Linked DNA regions of Macaca mulatta: region 1 is linked to region 2. The links are chromatin contacts, called in public Hi-C maps. All regions are on one chromosome and are shown on one strand. Each heading gives the region's core, a stretch centred on a gene start, on an enhancer-like site or on the middle of the called end of the contact. The rest is flanking DNA. Distances are from core to core; before and after follow the strand shown.

What was found. Hi-C and Micro-C count contacts between places; a contact is called where the count stands out from the background.
Region 1: a Hi-C map of fetal cortical plate shows a contact between it and region 2, with 1.8 times the contacts expected there. The contact joins the promoter of AP3M1 here to the promoter of DUSP13A in region 2. A contact is called at or near these places in 2 of 14 Hi-C or Micro-C datasets (fetal cortex germinal zone and fetal cortical plate).

What each region holds. Positions count from the first base shown.
Region 1 is chr9:75,471,856-75,475,681 of T2T-MMU8v2.0, reverse strand. It overlaps AP3M1 (adaptor related protein complex 3 subunit mu 1), which reads right to left and starts at 2,213. Exons shown (of 9, transcript XM_015147273.3): 1 at 2,113-2,213. The coding sequence starts at 2,115. It also overlaps a transcript of ADK not described here.
Region 2 is chr9:74,499,057-74,502,935 of T2T-MMU8v2.0, reverse strand. DUSP13A (dual specificity phosphatase 13A) reads right to left here and starts at 1,943. Exons shown (of 3, transcript NM_001418213.1): 1 at 1,795-1,943; 2 at 778-995. The coding sequence starts at 1,943. SAMD8 (sterile alpha motif domain containing 8) reads left to right here and starts at 2,052. Exons shown (of 6, transcript XM_077946531.1): 1 at 2,052-2,197. It overlaps LOC144331132 (a long non-coding RNA gene), which reads right to left. Exons shown (of 2, transcript XR_013398069.1): 2 at 3,601-3,879.

The sequences.
Region 1 (3,826 bases), core at 964-3,463, 970 kb before region 2:
AGCTACTGCACTCTGTCTGCCAACAGTATATTGTTGGTTTTTTTTGTTTGTTTGTTTGTTGTTTTGAGATGGAGTCTCACTCTGTTGCCAGGCTGGAGTGCAGTGGCACGATCTCAGCTTACCACAACCTCCGCCTGCCGGGTTCAAGCGATTCTCCTGCCTCAGCCTCCCGAGTAGCTGGGACTACAGGCACATGCCACCACGCCCATATAATTTTTGTATTTTTAGTAGTGACAGGGTTTCTCCATGTTTGCCAGGATGGTCTCAATCTCTTGACCTCGTGATCCACCTGCCTCAGCCTCCCAAAGTGCTGGGATTATAGGCATGAGCCATACTGTGCCTGGCCATATATTATATTAAATGGTTAGAAATAAAAATCATAAGATTAAGAAAACCTAATCTTGTTGCAAAGAGAGCTTTCCTAAAGATACGTCAGGTCTTTTTTTTTTTTTTCCGAGGCAGAGTCTCACTCTGTCGCTCAGGGTAGAGTGCAGTGGTGAGGTCTCAGCTTACTGCAACTTCCGCCTCCCGGGTTCAAGGGATTCTCCTGCCTCAGCCTCCCAAGTAGCTGGGACTACAGGCGCGTGCCACCACATCTGGCTAATTTTTGTATTTTTTGTAGAGACAGGGTTTCACTATGTTGGCCAGGCTGGTCTCGAACTCCTGACATCGTGATCTGCCCGCCTCAGCCTCCCAAAGTGCTGAGATTACAGGCGCCTGGCCAAGATACGTAAGTTTAACATAATTCTTTTCTCTTATAGTGTCAATAGAAACTGTCACTCTGCCTTTCCCAAATTAATCCTTTCACTTGTAACTTGATCCCATTCCTTTCCTTCTCTTCTGGGAGGTAAGACTTTTTCTTGAATCTTCAAATAGTTGCTTGTTTCCTGCCCCCAAATAGATATCTTGTATTCTTTAAAACAAACCCCAAACTTTCCCCCACCTTGCCACTCTCAATAATCTTGCTTCATGCACCAAATGATGAAGGATTAGTCTCCACTTGCAGTCTTTCCTCAGTTACTATTAAAGCATCTCTCTCAAATAGCTCAATGACTTTCTAATTATAAAATCCAACGACCTATTCTGATTTCAGCTTCCTCCTCTGGCCATTGCAGCATTTTATGTCATTGATAACTTTCTCCTAAACAAAAATACTTCTTACCCTTTTATATGAAACTTCATCTGCTTTGGGTTTCACCTTGAAAGTCTTTCGGGCTTAATTCTCACAATTTTTTTTTAAAAGTCTTTCTACAATCTCCATGTAAACCACTTTCAAATTCGGTAAAACTCAAACTCCGTAAAATTCCTCCTCCTGTCAGTGACACCATCTTCTTAATCACATAAGGCTGTAAGCTTCGGGTTCAAATTTACCAAATACCAACAGCCACATCGCCCGTCACTTTTCCATACTCACTGCCACCTGCTCAGCTTAGAACCCCGTTACCTCTCTCCTGAAGAACTGCAATACCCTTCTCACTGCATTCCTCACCCCAGGCTCTTCCAGGCACCACCCATTAACAGGACGTCCGCTCAGGTCCTTTTGGGGTTTTGTCCTCCAGAGCAGAAACCTGGGACTGAGATTCCTGCCGTCTGTACAGAGGGGGGACCCAGGAAGCTCGACCTCCGGGGCTCAGGCGCCTGAGAACACTAGGCTGCAGGTGGACCGCTCCCTTCCGGCCTTGCTGGCGAGAAAGCCCGGAAGGCCGGGAGTGGGGGGAAGCCAGGCCCTGGCCCACGGCACCAAAGACGCTCCTAGAGCCCAGATCGGAGTCGGGGGCCCCAGCTATTCAGCCTACTCCCGGGTTTTGGAGCTGTCCCCAATCCACATATTTCCCGCCCCTCACACTCACCCCGACACCTGTGCCAGTCAGTGATTCGGCGCCGGGTCCTCTCCAGACCGAAGCTGAGGAAGCTGAGAAGGCCGCGAGGACCCGCAGCCGGAGTGCCCAGGAGATTGCCTGATTAACAGCTTCAAAGACACCGACTATGTCTACCATATTAGAAAGATTAAATATGCCGGAAGACCGTAAATGAGAGGAAAGACGTCTGTTGAGGTTTAGTATCTAAATATTCTACATCATCCAGGACCTAGAAAAATGGTAGGTTTCTCACCATCTAGATTCAGGCGGTTATCCGCGGCCTAACTCAGTCTGGGGTCCCATATGGCGGGGGAGGCGGGGTCAGGAATGGGCGGGGCATTCGCTGTCGGTGGTGAGGAATAGAGCCAATGATTGTGGATGACAGCGGCACAGAATGGGCGGAGTCTGGAGGGGCGGGATTTGGAGGAGAGAAGGCGGTGATGCGAAGAGGTGGGGGGGGGGTCAGAGAGTATATGGCAGAGGTGGGCTGTAGAACCAAAGTAGGGTGGGAGCGCAAAGATGGCAGCTGCTGAGGAGGAGCCGAAGCCCAAAAAGCTGAAGGTGGAGGCGCCGCAAGCGCTGAGGTGAGCGCTGCCCGACTTGGGGAGGAGGGTGACAGCGCCTGCTGCAAGCAAGCCCGGGCCCACGTGGGGTTTCGCGGCTCCGGCGCTGGGTGGTGTCTCTCATTGCCCGCTTGGGGCCAACACGCAAGACCTGCCGCGCGGGGAGCTGTCTGTCTGGCCGCGACCCCTTGCCGGACGTTCTCTCAGTTTGGCCGAGTCGCCGCCGGTCTGGTGTAGCTCCGGCTCCAGCAGCCCTTGGCCAATCGTGGCCGGCGGAGGGGGGGCGAGCCGGCTGCCTGCGCCACCTGCGAGCAAGCCCAGGCTGGGCTGGTGCGACCCCGGAGGGCCGGACCGGAGCTGCGTCTTTACGCGGCTGCCTTCTCTTCCTGGGGGATGGCGGGGAGGAGGCTCGGCAACTGCTCTACTCTGGGGCGAAGTCAGAATTTTTGGGGATTTTTCGGAAAGTGTTGCGGAAGGCCACGTTGACCTGCCTTTTCGTACACATTCTGAAAGCCTGCACCTTTGAGGACCCTCTACCAGTGACCCAGACCCCTCCGAGGCTTTGCAGGGGCAGCATTTGGATGAATGGCTGGGAAAAGTTGATTTTTCTTTTTTATTTGCACTTTTTGGCAGCAACGGAGACAGTGCTGCCCCTAACACCTGCCTCACATGTGATTGATGTTGCAACTTTTACTTACAGAGTCATTTGTTAAAATATCCCTTCCTAATAAGTGTAAAGTGAAGCAGGCAGTCTTTGATGATTTGGAAATGTTCGTTGAAAGGCAGTGATTTTTTTTTTCCATCTTAAAATAGGCATATCAAACTGATTGAAAAGTATTGGGACACTCCTGATTATACAAGACGTATCCCATTTCTTCCTGTATCACTTTTCTTCACCTCCAAAAGAAGGAATCACAATTGAAAAGAAAAGAACACTTAGGGGCCTGGTGGCGTGTTCATCTGCTTTGGAGGGTGAACAAATCCATGCCAGTGCCTTTAATGTATTCCTACTACCCTCAAAGGGTTAGCGTGTCTACCTCATACCAAGAACATAAACTTTAAAATAAAAACTCTCTGGATATTCTATTTTTATTTTAAATATTCAAGCTATATGCAGAATAAAGAGCAAGGGCTTTTGAATCAGACCTACCTGAGTTAAAGGCATGTGCTTTCCCTACTCTGCCCTTTATTAGAGTATTTCCTTTATAAGGCACCTCCTTCGCCAAACTGGAAGACAGATGCAACTTTTCCCTACCATCCTACTAAACATACAACCCTTAGATTTCCTTAGATTTTTCCTTAATAAAAATAATTATATATAATGCTGATCCATTTTCACTGTGTTTTCCTATTATCTTGTTGGACAGTTCTGTGATCAAAGGAAGGCAAGAATTATGCCTATTT
Region 2 (3,879 bases), core at 694-3,193:
CCCAGCTACTTGGGAGGCTGAGGCACGAGAATTGCTTGAAGCCGGGAGGCAGAGGTTGAACCCAGGAGATGGAGGGGCCAAGATCGTGCCACTGCACTCCAGCCTGGGTAGCACTGAGACTCTGTCTCAGAAAAAAAAAAGGAATAAAAGAAGTACTTTGGGGCAGACATCTAGGTACCAAATGGTGCTTTCCCAAAGCTGAGTGTTGCAGAGAAAGAGCTATTCTGCTGTTTGGGAGAAATGGCTTTCAGCCTTAGGGTTGCTCCTAACTCATGGCATGGCCTTGTATTCCAGGCCTCAGTTTCCCCATCTGGGAAGGAATAGGGTTTGATAAAATGCTGGAGCACTAAGCAAAGAACTTTTTTTCAGGGTGGGAGGGCAGATGGATTTCACCCTTTTGCCCAGGCTAGAGTGAAGTGGCATGATATCGGCTCACTGCAACCTCCCCCTGCCCCGTGTTCAAGCAATTCTCCTGCCTCAGTCTCCCGAGTAGTTGAGATTATAGGTGTGTGCCACCATGCCCGGCTAATATTTGTATTTTTAGTAGAGATGAGGTTTCACCGTGTTGGCCAGGCTGGTCTTGAACTCCTGACCTCAGATGATCCACCCACCTTGGCCTCCCAAAGTGCTAGGATTACAAGCATAAGCCACTGTGTCCGGCCTAAGCAGAGGATTTTTAAAAACCAGGGATGGGAGGGCACTGATGACTGAGAAGAAATGAGGCATCCTCCCCAGGAATGAGCAAGATGGGATACGGGCTTGGACCCCAAGTCCTACCCCCAGGCGTGTTGAGGGCACGGTGGATGAAGTCAGCCGCGGAGGAGAAGTAGGCACTGATGTCAAAATCAGGGAGGTCGTGGGCTGGCACCCCCAGGTAGCTCACACTGCTGCCGTAGAAGTCAGGGCCGCCCTGACAGTAGAGGCCCCCGTGGGCGGCGTTCAGCACGTGGGTGATGCCCAGCTTCCACAGCTCAAAGCGGTTGTTTGCTGTGGCCCTGGGGAGGGCAGAAAGGGCACTGGATAACAGCCAAGCCATGGGACCAGGAGGGAGGCTTTGCCTGGCCCCCTGCTGCAGAGGGACCGAGCCATCAGGGTCCAAAGAGAATCCAACCCCAGCAAGCTCCAAGTGGGGTCTGACTCCACAGCCCCATACCCAGAGCCCCACACTTTCTGGTGGCAGAACTGGTGGTATGCGTGTGTTGGGGGATCTTTAGACCCTCTCTGCTTCCTCAAGGCCTCTGCTCCTGCCTTGGCCAGGACAGGAAGGAAGGGATTGCTTCAGCCCTAGAACCTGGCTGCCCCTCCCTTCTTGCCTCATGTCCTCCCACGCACATCCGTCCTCTACCGGCTACCACCTAATACCTGCTTCTAGCCTACAAATGTTGAGAGGCAACACCTTCTCTGATTCACCTTCAGTCAGGCTTCTCCACCATCTGTATCCAGAGGAGGGAGGCTGGGTCCAGAAATAGGGGGCTCTCTGTCTACCTCATCTCATGCTGCAAATACTATTTCCCAGGCCTGTACCTCTACACTTGCCAGTTGTCCTGGAAATGTTTCCCAGGACTCCTGGGAGACTCCCTGCTTTCAGGCAGGCGAAGTCCCTGCTCCCCCTCGTGGCCATACCTGGTCACTGCACTGTCCTTGGCAGCCTGGGGTCCTGGAGAAGGTCCCTGGCCTGGGATGGTCAGAGCAGAGCTATTTCTCCTTGTTTCTACCCTCCTGTGTCTGGTAAAGCCACCAAGAACTGCCTCTCCTTGTCCCCACCCCCATGACCCTTGGCCAGCTATCACTCACGCATCTCCTATGAAAAGGTTGGGCCAAACTTCATCCACGCGGCTGCAAGAAGACTTCCCCGCCCTCAGGAGCTCCTCCAGCTCCAGGATGCTGGGGCAAGGCGTGGCTTTGTCCTCTCCCACCAGCTCTGGGAGCAAGGTCTCAGCCATGGGCCAGCCCGCCCACCCCTCTGCCTCTGCGGTCACTCCTCTCTGCCTCTCCAGTGTCATTTCTCCTTCCCAGAGATTGACAGGGACAGGTGGGACAGGAGCAAGTGACTCAGCAAGTCAAAGGGGCCTCTGGAGCAGACAAGACCTTTTCCTCCCTAAGCCTCCCCCCACCCCCAAACTCCGTGAGAACATGGAATCAGAGAGACCTCTGCAAGTCAGCTACCTCCCTGAACCTCAGTTTCTTCATCTGTAAAGTAAGGATAATCACACCTACCTCAGAGAATTTGAGGATTAAATGAAACAAAAGACGTGCTGGGTCTGATACATAGTAGGTACTTAGAAACGTCTGTGGAATTAGTAGATGTAGAGCCCTGCCTAAGGCTATTAGGTTATGAGGACTGAGTTAAAGTAGAGATCCAGGGTGCAGAGGAGGTGGCTGGTTCCAAGGATGAATGATAGAACTGAAAGAAGTGTAGTCTAGGTGGGCCACAAATTGGGTAGGAGCTGGATTGGATGTCTGTTGGATGAGTCTCTGAATTATGGAGGTCAGGGACAGTTTTCTGAGTTGTAGAGTCAGAGAAATACGGATAAGAGACATGGAGAGCTTCATTTTTAAAGCGTGCCCACAAGATTCATGGGGGAAGGGGGAAAGTGTTTGTTTTTTGTATGTTTGTTTTTTTAGACAGGGTCTCACTCTGTCACCCAGGCTGGAGTACAGTGACATCTTGGCTCACTGCCACCACCACCTCCCGGGTTCAAGTGATTCTCCTGCTTTAGCCTCCTGAGTAGCTGGGATTACAGGCGTGTACCACCATGCCACACTAATTTTTGTGTTTTTAGTAGAGACGGGGTTTGTCAGCCGTGTTGGTCTGACTGGTCTTGAACTCCTACCTCAAGTGATCAGCCTGCCTCGGCCTCCCAAAGTACTGGGATTACAGGTGTGAGCCACCATGCCGGGCCAGTGGGGGAAGGTTTGAACAATGGTCCTGTAATGAACGTAGCTGACTTCTCAGAAGAGAAGGCTGAAGAGGGCCTTGTATGTCAAACGGGGAGAAGGGAGGTGAGTGTTGCCCTAGACTTTGAGAGCCAAAGGGGCCAACTGTCATCAGAAACATTTTGAGGGTGGGAGGGAGATTCCCCTGTCTATAAGGGCTTTGGGTCCCAAAATAGAAACTGAGAAAGGTCAACCTGTCCTTCTGCCAGAGCTGGCTATCAGCAAGAGATGAGATGTCTCGCCCTCTGTCATGTGACTTCTCAGCAGCCCTGATGGAGCTGGGAAGGGTATGGGCTGCAGTGGGGAGGTTCCCAGCTGTCCTTGGCCTTAAGACCAGTTTGAAGGGAAAGGCCACACCAGGGCATCCCATGGAAGCAGTCTACATTCATGTCCATCCCATTCAGAACCACTGAAGTCAGCCCGGCACTGTGTGGGGAGGCAAGGCCAAGGAGGGGTTCGTGTCCAGGTTACAGTTGGGTCTGGACTTGGTTTATGCCTATGCTAGACCTGGCTTGGGAGGAGACCTTCCCTCAGGGTGGCGCAGCATGGTGGAGGAAAATATAGGATCAGATGTTAGAGAGATTTGGGTTGGAATATCAGTTTGCAATATGTCAGGCAATGTGTTTCTTTACCTTTCTGTGCTATACGATCCCCCTTGCAGAGTTAGCACAAGGATTTTTATTTTTATTTTTTTTGAAATGGAGTTTCACACTTGTCGCCCAGGCTGGAGTGCAACGGCGTGATCTCGGCTCATTGCAACCTCCACCTCCCGGGTTCAAGCGATTCTCCTGCCTCAGCCTCCCGAGTAGCTGGGACTACAGGTATGCGCCACCACGCCCGGCTAATTTTTGTATTTTTAGTAGAGATGAAGTTTCACCATGCTGGCCAGGCTGGTCTCGAACTTCTGACTTCAGGTGATCCACCCGCCTCAGCCTCCCAAAG